Regions from separate parts of the Zea mays genome. Here region 1 is linked to region 2. Evidence: chromatin contacts called from public Hi-C data. All regions are on one chromosome and are shown on one strand. Each heading gives the region's core, a stretch centred on a gene start, on an enhancer-like site or on the middle of the called end of the contact. The rest is flanking DNA. Distances are from core to core; before and after follow the strand shown. Region 1 holds the start of LOC103650763. Region 2 holds the start of LOC100285224 (heterogeneous nuclear ribonucleoprotein 27C).

Region 1 (5,943 bases), core at 1,955-4,454, 310 kb before region 2:
TCAGTATCGGAGGCTCCCAACATGAGTAGAGTCTGGGGAAGGGATAAACCAAGGCAAGTCTCCCCCCACAATGCGGAGAGGCCGCTTCGAACCTGCGACCTGGAGACTCGGTGAGACAGCTCTCACCACTGCACCAAGCTTGCCCTTCATACAAGTAAAAATAAACTACATGAACATTTGGAATCAGGACCAACCTCCACCATGGATGTACGTATTCTCCTATTTTGTCCTGCATTCTTTGTCCTCTCTTCTCTCTGAAGCCCAGCTTCCATATCATCTGCATTTAAATGGCTCTGAGGAACATTTTTAGGGGTAACTCCTCCAGATGATAACACACTAGATCGTTCATTAGATGAACTGTCTCCTCGAGAACGTTTTCGCACAATATTGGGACAAAGTTTATCAATCTTCGCCATAGCACCACCAAAAGCTCTAGATCTTTCCCTGCAAGAGAATTCCACAGTGGACAATTAGACAGGAGCACATAATTTATACCCCACATAAATATCACCATATACTGGAAAACTTTCCCCATACAACTTTCCCCAGAAGGTAAAAACAGCATCATTATAAAATCTTGTGTTGATAAAAGTTGTGTTTCTTTGTAAAATTGATATTACATTCAAGTATCTGCTACCCCGTTTCATCAGATAAGTTCATCGCAAAAGAACAAAGTAACTAATGAAATAATACCTGGCCTTATTTGAATTGTCGTTAAGATTACTCCTCATACGTCTGATCTCTTCGATAGCATTTGGTAAATTTCTCCCTAGAGATGGAAGTGATGTTGAATCTTCTGCAGAGGTTCCAAAAATGGAACTTATTGATTTCTTTAGATCTAACCGAGATGTTTTGTGATCCACAGTTGCCGGTCTCAAGTCCAGTGCAAGTGACTGAACTAGATTGATAGAGTTCACTGCCGCTGACCTTGATGAGTTTGATGCTGAAAACATCGCATAGCCATCACCGCCTTCACGGAAGCTTCCTGACCTTTCCAATGAAGCAGCTGCATAGGACCCACGTTGTGCATTGAAGTATCCATGCCCATCAGGGCTACCAGACACTAAATCTGATTTTGTACTAGATGCCATTGCCCCCAATTGAGGCAATTTTCATGCCACTAACATGTTGAACACAACCTCAGGTGAAAATAACCAGGTCTTGCAATCATAAAGCTAGGTAGTATAGAATCCCAAATCACTGTACCTGTCAATACAAACTTGAAAATGATTTATTTATGTCATTCCAACTATTCAATTACACAGCATACAACATGTCCAAAACTAAGAAGTAAAAGCTAGCTTTCAGACAAAAAAAACTTTCATAAAATTTGTACCAGCATTCACATTTAACATAAGGTGTCAGATGTTATAGCTTAATTTATTCCTTTTTTGTCTACTAACCTAGCAAAAAATTGTTTTCCCAATACTGCCACCTTCTAACTATGAACTACTTGATTAATGCATGCAATCTGCAAAAATAAACTGAATCCATTCTAATATGCCAATGCAGCACTATAAAACTAAATGCATCCATCAAAATTCCATAACTCTTAACAATTATGACCAACGCTGCATGAAATATAGAAGGATGCAAGTTGTGCAAGCAGCTCCGTGAGGCATTGACCAACCCTGCTGTTTTCCATACAGTGGTGATCATAATTGTAGTGTCGTGAAATATAGATATAGATGGATGCATTTAGTAACATACTGCTGCATTCGTGAAACTAGCCTCAGTAGAATTATACAACTTAATTGCTTTACATAGGCATATATAAGCAAAGCAGCCGTGACATTCGGTTTCTTTTAGCAGATTGTGTGCATTTATCAAATAGTTCATAGACAGAATGTGGTAGCATTGGAAAAATATATCCTTTTTTGCTAGGTTAGTACAGGGGGGTAGAAATAAGTTAAAAGCTACAACATATGTTACTTTATGTCTTAAATAAACAAAGTCAAAAGTCCCTCTGCATATCCACCACGAAAGTTTGCAAACTGACAGCTAATTGCTAGTTCAGAGAGAACCAAACAAATAACTAACTTTATGCTACTAACAACTGGCCTGTTCTAGTGCTCAATCCAAATGTACCTCCGGTGGATCAACAAATCATGGTGAAACTAGGAAGACAGATATATGTTATTACTACAAGTACTGATCCAAATAAGTACTTATTATCATTCATGAATAGAAGCATGAATTCAAATTAGGAATAGAAAGACACATATCAAACTCAGGTGAGGAATGGTCAACACACTGGCATTTCTAATTTAGAAAATGGCTCAATAGAAGTATATACTACATGATCATTGTGTATTCAGAGTTACCCCTAGTAACACAAGAGAGGTAGGGATCATACAGGAAAAATGTGATAGAAACTGCTCCATTTCTGTTTAGTAGCATGAATTTTAGTAAAAGGGGTTCTTAGAATTTTCAGCCTACAATTGTGCCTAGTTTTTCACTAATTCTGCTAATTGACATCCACACTCAGCTACTATTACGTAATTTAGGGCTTCCTAATGTTATATGCAGCCCTGAAACCATTCTTATGTTGCATCTTGCTGGCTGCTAGATTTTTTCTCAGAGCAACCCCAAACCGGGGGTCGGATCTAATAGAAAGACATGGGTGTCCACATGTACACAATAACTTTCGAGAGAAGTTAAAAGTTACTAGGCATCGAATGGCCAAATAGCTTGAGGTAGTTTGGGAACTCGGTTTCGCACATCAGGTAGGGAAGAGAAGGGGTGAGAATACCTGCTGGGCGCTCTTCGCTGGCGAAGATATCGGCACCTGGTGTAGGGCGACGGCCAGGGGCAGATCTAGTAGAGGGACATGGGTGTACACATGTACACCCAATAATTTTCGCAAAAGTTAGAACTTACTAGGCATCGAATAGCCAAATAGCTTGAGGTAGTTTGCGAACTCGGTTTCGCACAGCAAACAGGGAAGAGAAAGGGGTGGGAATACCTGCTCGGCGATCTTTGCCGACGAAAAGATCGGCCTCGGCACCTGGTGTAGACGGCGGCGGTTGCGGGAGCCCGACTGGAACCCGATTTGGGAGGGGGAGGCGCGATCTAGTCTGAGACGCTGTCGGCGGTGCGAGCTAGGCGGCGCCGGTGGCCACGACGTACGGACCAGGGGATACGAGGAGGAGAACGGGAACGACGAACGCAACTGGTGAAGAACCGTGAACAGTTGGCCAAATATACTTGTTGGAATTTTTACATTTAGGGCATGTACAACCTATTAATAATTATCGGGTATCTTATAATTTCTTTATAGTTTTAAATAAAAAATACAATAAAAACTTGTCTCTACACGATTCTCTATGCATATTATCTTTCAATTATATTTATGATCCAATGGCTTAACATTGTATCTTACGGTCTCTTAGGTGCTGTTTAGTTCACCAAATGTAATGTAAATGTTAATGTTAACGATTCACGCTCGAATACCGGTGGTAATAAATTTGAATAAGGCGATATCCATTTGTAGTATGATATCGATTACGGTTGGACTTAAACAAACATGATTTAACTTTATGGGTTACCCATTATATTACCAATATGTGAACCAAACGGTTAATTGTCTCTTAGGGCCTGTTTAGGAGAGTTTCACTTTAAAAAATTTTGCTTTGGTTTTTCGGCTTCACCATAAAACAACTCTAATAAATTTGTTAAAGTGGGTTCAATGAGTGTTTGGTTTGCACATAGACTCCAACTTCTGTAATACAATCGATATGTGTGAGTTTTCTTTATTACCCTTGATGATTAGTGGATGTCACGAGAGATCGAAGCGAAGCGTTGTGTTGTTTAACCAGTGATGTGGTGGGTAATTTCAACTTTATAAAGAGGTATGAAAACAGTGTTTGTGAAGCACTATCTGAGGAACTTCATGAATTCCATGAAGGTGGCCTCTAGTTTCATTTTTTCTCAGAGCTAGAGCTCGTGAAGCTAGACCTGTTTAGTGACAGAAGCTAGAATGATCCAAAGTTTTTAAAGTAAAGCCCTCCCAAACAGACCCTTATATTTTAAAAACCGATCCAAGGTCTCAAGGTTGTACATATCCTAATGCTTCTTGTGTTCTCTATTAACTATTCTGACTCCGATCAATTTTCTTGTTCTCTTTTACTCTTTTCATTCATTCTATGTACATACAACTAGTGCACTACAATAAGGTGTAATTGGAAGCATGGTTTTTTATACCACACTATTTAGAGTGCAATGTCATAACCAAGTATTCAATACCACACACTATTTTGAGTGCAATGTCATAACCAAGTATTCAATACCACAGTTTTAGAATCCATAAGATTGTTTGAAGAGATAGTACTCCCTTCGTTTTTAAATATTTGTCGCCCGCTAGTTTGTTTTTAACTAAAATGCTACAAATATAAAAAAAGAGGGGGTATTTTTTACAATAAGTCTTATACAAAACAGAAGTCTCATATTGGACCATATCATAAATTATATTTAAATCACAATGAATTAAAAAGACCAAAACATCCTAACTACATCTAGCTGTCATGGTTTGATGCTCTAGAACCTGTTGTTATTCTTGAAATAAAAAAACAACCATATTTCATAGATGTAAAAGTGTAACATTCAAATTTAAAACATGTAAGAAAACATATTTTATGTCCTCGTTGAATTCGGATTGTGGCTAAGCTTCCCTACTGTTGAATATAGTTTATGATCTTTAACTGGATAAGTTTCACAAACATTGACTAGACCAATGAAAAAGAGAAATCCAACTCTCTTTCTTTATGTCCTCCTTGTCGTATTGTGTGTGTTGTAACTAAGGACCACAACAGATTGTGATGAAGGCAACAAAAGAGATATGGATATTTTTTGTAGGAAGAGAAAAGATGAAGAAGAAATGGAGATTGTAGAGCGATGGCTAGGTAGTGGTTCTTCTCATGAGCGTACTACGTACACCTATCCACACTTCCATTCTTACGAGAAAGAAACATGTTGAAAAACTCCTACGAGGGCATAAAGCTAGGTTAGGAGAGAATTTCACATGGAGAAGGAATTTTTACAAGCTTATATAAGTACTTTATGATAGCAATGCCCTCATAAATGGTAGAGAAGTTAACTTCAATTGGAGAACAATTCGCAATGTTTCTATTCTACCTGCCAACAAATGCAAGTAATCGTTTAGTCCAAGAACGATTTTAGCATAGTGGTGAGACTGTAAGTCGGTATTCCGATTCTATTCTTAAGGTCATTGTTTCATTGTTATCAAAGTCGATACAACTTCCACTGTTCACACTCCAATCCATATTTCTAGCAATCCTAAGTTTGTATCATATTTTAAGGTAGTTTTAGTAAAGTTTTTATATGTTATCTGCTTGTGTACTATTGTTACTAACATCACACTTTTAGAACTGCATTGGAGTTATTAATGGTACTCATGTATCTATCATTATTTCTCCTAGTTTGCAAGATTCATACCGCAATATAAACTAGAAAGGCTGATTTGTAACAAAATGTAATAGTTGCATGTGACTTCAAGTGTTAATTTGTGCATGTCAGTGTTGAATGTGAAGGATCAGCTTCGAATGCTCGGGTATTGCAAGATGCACTAGTTCATGGTTTTTATGTTCCGTTTGGGAAATTTTATCTAGTGAAGCATGTTATGCTAACACTCCGAAATTTATTGATCCATACCGTAATGTATGGTATCATTTACATGAACAAGGGGGAGTAATCAAAGACCAAGTAATACAAATAAATTATTTAATATAAGACATGCACAACTCTGTAACCATGTTGAACAACACATATTAGTGTTCTAAAGATATGTTTTCTATATTGAAATGTGCATCTTACTACCCTATTGATGCACAGAGAGATATTGTACTTGCTTCTTGTGTTATCCACAACTTCATATGGAATAATAATAGTTCTATCAATGGCTAAATTAGAATGGTATTCAATTCA
Region 2 (5,929 bases), core at 1,100-3,599:
AAAGCAATCCAGTTTAAACAAGCCCAGTAGGGATATAGATAATGAAGAAAAGGCAGTAAACCTCTAGCTGACCTACGAAACATCGACTCGTCCACTGACTGTGGAATTCGAGCAACAAATATCCTTGTAGCTTTCTTTGTTCCTTGTGATTTCATTTCTTCCTGTGTTAAGAGAAAATTACACCATAATCAATACCAACTGCATCTGGACACTTATCGGTGAGGCAGACCAGATGAAAATACAGAAAGAAAAGGTAAGTTTTTGTATGTTATTTACCTTTGGAGTAGCTATCTTCACTTCTAATGTACGGCTCCCAAGAACATGCTCGCAATCAAGAACATTCTGAAAGAATAATAATGCAGTGAATCAGAAAACTAATCTGAATTAGGCACTATAAGGCAGCTGCATATGGATTTAAGTTAAAGATTGAACTATACACAGAATTTATTATGCAATATCATGCATGGAGAAAATGAAAAGTTATCTTCATTATTTTACAACCTTTGCATCGTCGGCTGATGCGAATGTTACATAGCCAAACCCACGAGATCGCCCAGAAGACCGCTCCTGTTATTTTGGTATGCAAGAAACATGGAGGTAAATAAGCATGCACAGAAAATAAATACACAAAAATGTTGATAGTTGCATGCCAATGTTCAAAAAACGAACTAGTAATCAACTGATATTGAACAGCAAATAATTAAAAATAAAATTGTAAACCTCGAGTCCGTCAAATATATATAAGAAAAAAACTAACAGGACTCACACAGGCATATTGCCACAAATAATTTTCTTTTCTTAAGCAAACTATTCTTGGAGAAAATAAATAACCAATAGTTTCCCGAATTATTGAAATAAAAAGGATCAAGTACTTCATGAATTAAAAACGACACAAAATTAAGGGTAAGCAAACACAAAACAGTAGCATCTGATATTCAATATAAAATGTGAAATTATGGCAAACCTTCATGACGACACAATCATCTAGGGGTCCAAACTTGGCCATGTACTCTCGTAACCCTTCAGTGTCAACATCCCAGGGGATACCGAGAACCTAGGTGCATTAATTGTGCATCCTCATTATCCCTCAAGTGTGGCATTCATGTATAGAATCTTACAAAGGAAAGAAGAGTTGGTAAGTTACCACAAGCTTTGTAGCCATTGCAGCACTGGCTACAGATCAATGTTCAAAAAATTCTGTGTCTATATTCCCCTGTATCAAGGATAACTCTCAGCAATCTACTGGAGGTCCCTGAGATTAACACAAATATTGCCTGGGCCTATGATGAAGAGTGTGTGGCTTAAATTTCTTGAACACCTTGCGTCAAGTTACCAGCCTTCACTAGATCTGAAAGTTGGTATGATTTAGTAAAAGTGTCTCATGGCCACATAACCAGTCAATGGCAAGATATAAGATTCAAATAACAGCTGGATAAGCAGGATGTGTATCTGAGCTCGACAGCTGGGGACGAAACAGAAAATGAGCAATAATATAAATGCTGTTCAATGATGGTTAACTGGGTATACAATAAACGATGGCAACAAAATCATAATGCAAAGGGAGAGAACAGCGGTAATATTGATAATGTCTACGAAATATATGCTGCTCTGAAGCAGAAACATTGTATTGCCTGGCACTGGAACCTATCTCTCTATCCAGCTCCACTGAGATAATAAAGCTAGTTAATATCCAACAATAAGTCAAGTGGGTGATGGCCATACAGTGTCATGGTCCGCAGATTTTGGGCTCATGCCCAAGGCCAAATTGATCTCTCAGGACCTAAGCACATAGTTCTTACACTAAACGCAGATAGTTTTCAGAAACTATCCCCCAGGGCAAAATCCCAATTCCGGATGAGTCACCCGTGCCAACACAACCAACAACCTCTGTCATGGAAGGCTTGGCATGGAGCATGGGGGATGGAAGTGGAACTGAGACCCCAATTTTATTTTATTTTTTTAGAAAATTAGCCGCGCCAGAATCATAAACACGTTGTAGTAGCAAGGGGCGGACACAGCATAGGACACGTGTACACCCGATAAGTTTGCGAAAACTCGAAGTTAGCAGGCGCCATGTGTATACTCGCAATTGGGGCAGATCCGAATAGAGATAACTCGCATTAGGGTTTGGGGTCTTCAGTTCCGCGCAGCAGGAAGGGAAGGGGAGAGTGACAGAGGCGTACCTGGTGGACACTAATCGGCGGAAAAAACATGGAAACGGGCGGCGGCACTCGTCGCCGGCGAGGACCTCACGGAGCGAGGGAGGGGAGGCGGCGCTCGCCCAGTCGTCGCCGTGAGAACCGAAAGAGAGGCGAGACAGCAGGGAAACGAGGTCGTCAGACTCCAGGGCTGGGCAATAGCTTTGGATCCGCGCCGTTCCGCTTCAGTCGTCATCGCCGTAGATAGGCTCTTGCAGGCCCAGTCGGTCAAACGGAGGCCCATTAAAGCCAGGTCTGCTTGTTCCAGGGTGATATAGCGACATTGGAAAAAAAAAATGTTTCAGCTATTTTCTATTCTATATATATTAACCGTGGGAGCATATCTTGCTTGTGGTTGTTCCACGTCATCCTGCCTTATCTCAGCCGCAAGATTTTATTTCGACGACCACGGAAACAACTCATCACCGCGAGCCTTCTTCGTATATGGTCGGTTGTTGGACTCTATCTTCAGGAGCATTCTAGACCTTCATATAAAGAACTGTTTGGGGGAAAAGACACGGCGGCGTGCGCCTCCATCCCCACTTGCTGCTCGCTAGAGGTATTACCTACCATCTTCCACCATGCTTTCTCCATTCAGGAATTTCTGTCCGTTAGGGTTTTGTGACTATCCCATTCAGGAATTTCCATTCGTTAGGAAGGTTGATCGCTTGCACATCGACTGTCGGACGGGCGGCTCAGCACACGGCACTGTCACACCCGGCTTTAAGGAACAAAGCCAGATGCATCTCATACATGCGCCAAGAAGACAACATATATAATAACAGAGTATATAGAGATAAATGTCATAAACCATCAGAGTATTTATTACATAGCGGAAGACTTATTACAAAATAAAATAATAAAGATAAAACAAACTAAGGATCGTTGGCGCCAATGTCAACTGAGAAACGCCACCTAGATCAGATCAAACTCCTCGCCTTGTGGCTCCTCCTGAACCACCTGCTCTTCTCCTGTGGGGGTGTGAGACAGCAAGAGTGAGCTCACATACGTTCATCGCTCAACAAGTCGTGGGGAATAATGTGACATGAACTCACCAAAGGTGGGAGCTCATGGAGTGTAAGGCTTATCAAAGAGAATGGTTAAAGCTGAGCATTGCTTTTAATGTTGGTCAAACTTTTATTAGCAGTTACTAAGTGTAAGTAAATACCAAACCTTAAATAAAGTAATAGAACAAATTAATAATAAACCCATGCATATGCAAATGACAAAATTGAATTTAGGTTCCATAAATTAATCATCAGAGAGTCCTGAGCTGCTCGTGACCGTGAGCTCGGCTAGTATACCAGTTTTACACTCTGCAGAGGTTGTACCATTTACCCACAAGTCGTGTATCCCATGTCGCCAGGGTTAGCTAGGCCCTTAGACACTACCGAGGTGAATGGCTGGGGATCCACTACGAGGCCTTTACAAAGTTCCACTAGCTTCCGAAAACCCGCTACAGTTTATGGGAAGAGCACTTGCAAGAATCTCCCGTCCGACCGCCATCGCAGCTAAATCAACCCGAGAACCTCCTTGCATGCAACTCCCCTACTGCCCTTGCCCCTTTCGGGTAAGGTAGTCTTCCACTAGCTTTCCTAATTAATCAGCCAAGGGCGTCCATAAACCCTTGTGGTGGCACGTGTTTCTCAAGTTAAGCTCTATGTTCCAATTAACATTAATGATCTTGATATGAACATAAATAGAATAACAAAAGAATTGGAACATAGATATAATAAATGATTATCCCAAAACCATGTAAAGCAATAGCAAAACTATCCAAGTGATTAAGGGGTAAACAAGGTAATGAGATAAACAATCTAGGGTGACCTATTGGGTCCCATCAAAATTAACCTATGCATGGATAAATGATATTAAAGAACATTATTGGGTAAAAAGTGGTCAAGGGCACAACTTGCCTGGCACTTGAGATTCCAGGTACCAACTTGCCTTTCAGATGACACGTGTCCTCGCGCTAGTCGTAGCAATACAAACAAACATGGTATAGATAAAATTAACATCACACCAAATATAAGTACAAACTGAATGATAATGATCTACACGAAGCTACGAGACTAACGCAACTTGAACGGATCAAATCGGAGTTAGGGTTTTTAAGTTATGATTTTCTGAAGTTATTTAATGCCTAGAATAGAGTTATTCATGTGGATAATTTTAAACCAAGTTTCATGGTTAGACAAAGATACCAGGTGATAAACAATATTTAAACAAAATAAATGCCACTGGAATGGATCAATTTGGAGTTATATATTCTAAGTTATGAATTTCTGAAGGTTTTATGTGTTTCGTACAAGATTAAATAAGATATAAATTTTAATATGACTTTCATATCAAAACAGTGGTACTAGATGATAGGCAATATTATTATAGAATTATAGAAACTAAAATAGGTCAATTTGAACTTAATATGAATTTTCTAGGAAGTATACAAATTTTAGTAATTATTTTACATTAATAATCATTTTAGAAATGAATTTATCAGAGTTTACTGTTGGTTGGACTGCGCCCCAAATAAACAGAAACTCAGGGGTAAATACAGAAGATTCCTAAGACAATGCGAACAGTCCTTGTGGACCGCGGGTCCATTCCTAACTAACCGAGGGGCTCTTATGCAAAACGGGTGGCCGAAGGGGTATCAGGCGATCTGAGCCGTCCGATGAGAATCTGAAGATCCAGATTAGATCGCCATCAAATATGAAACAATACGCGATATCCACCCTCCACTTGTGGATCAACGGACCAAACCACCCACGCCAACACTCGATCCTGACCACTAGATTCGATCCAATGCTCCTAATTTAATCCGGCCCAATAGGTAAGTTGCTTCTAATCGTGACCGTCCAACTAGATCTAGCGGTCGTTGCCCTTCTCCACCTACCCCGACGGTGTCCAGGCAGCGCCGCCAGGACTCCCGCGACAACCGGCGGTGGCGGCATCACCGGTTCCAGCTGAACCCCGATCCTGCGCCTGAAATGTCTCTCCCAAACTAGCTACTCGAGGCGGAGGTAAGTGCGAAGTTGTTGGAGGGTTACTCACCGAGAAATTGCCGGCTGAGACACCCAGTTCACGACGCTCGGTAGTTTCGCGGTGGCTTGCAACGACGACGAGAAATCCCCGCTGCACCGCAGGTCTCAGCACTCGATTAAGCCCTTGTACACGATCTACCCACCCATCCGGACTCCTGGAACCGCAGGTCTCAGCACTCAAATGAACACGACAAATCTCTCTCGCTAATCACTAAAGCCTTGAGTGGAGTTGGAGAGGATTTGATCTCTTTGGTGTGTCTAGAATTGAATGCCTAGCTCTTGTAAGTGGTTGAGAAGTGGAAAACTTGGATGCAATGAATGGTGGGTGGTTGGGGTATTTATAGCCCCAACCACCAAACTAGCCGTTTGGTGGGGCTGACTGTCGTATGGTGCACCGGACAGTCCGGTGCACACCGGACATGTCCGGTGCGCCAGCCACGTCACCAAAACCGTTGGGTTCCGACCGTTGGATCTCTGACGCTGGGCCTGCCTGGATGTCCGGTGGCGCACCGGACATGTACTGTAGAGTGTCCGGTGCGCCACTACGCGCGTGCCTGACCTCTGCGCGCTCTGGCGCGCATTAATTGCTGTTGCAGGTGACCGTTGGCGCGAAGTAGCCGTTGCCCCGCAGTTACACCGGACAGTCCGGTGTACACCGGACATGTCCGGTGAATTATAGCGGAGCAG

The links. A called contact is a pair of places that touch in the nucleus more often than the background predicts.
Region 1: a Hi-C map of leaf shows a contact between it and region 2, with 8 times the contacts expected there. The contact joins the promoter of LOC103650763 here to the promoter of LOC100285224 in region 2. A contact is called at or near these places in 3 of 25 Hi-C or Micro-C datasets (ear, leaf and tassel).

The regions. Positions count from the first base shown.
Region 1 is chr3:153,730,497-153,736,439 of Zm-B73-REFERENCE-NAM-5.0, reverse strand. LOC103650763 reads right to left here and starts at 3,204. Exons shown (of 17, transcript XM_008676336.4): 1 at 2,966-3,204; 2 at 2,753-2,817; 3 at 694-1,206; 4 at 195-444. The coding sequence starts at 1,091.
Region 2 is chr3:153,419,542-153,425,470 of Zm-B73-REFERENCE-NAM-5.0, reverse strand. It overlaps LOC100285224 (heterogeneous nuclear ribonucleoprotein 27C), which reads right to left and starts at 2,349. Exons shown (of 14, transcript NM_001291626.1): 1 at 2,184-2,349; 2 at 1,145-1,348; 3 at 965-1,054; 4 at 502-567; 5 at 277-342; 6 at 73-161. The coding sequence starts at 1,162.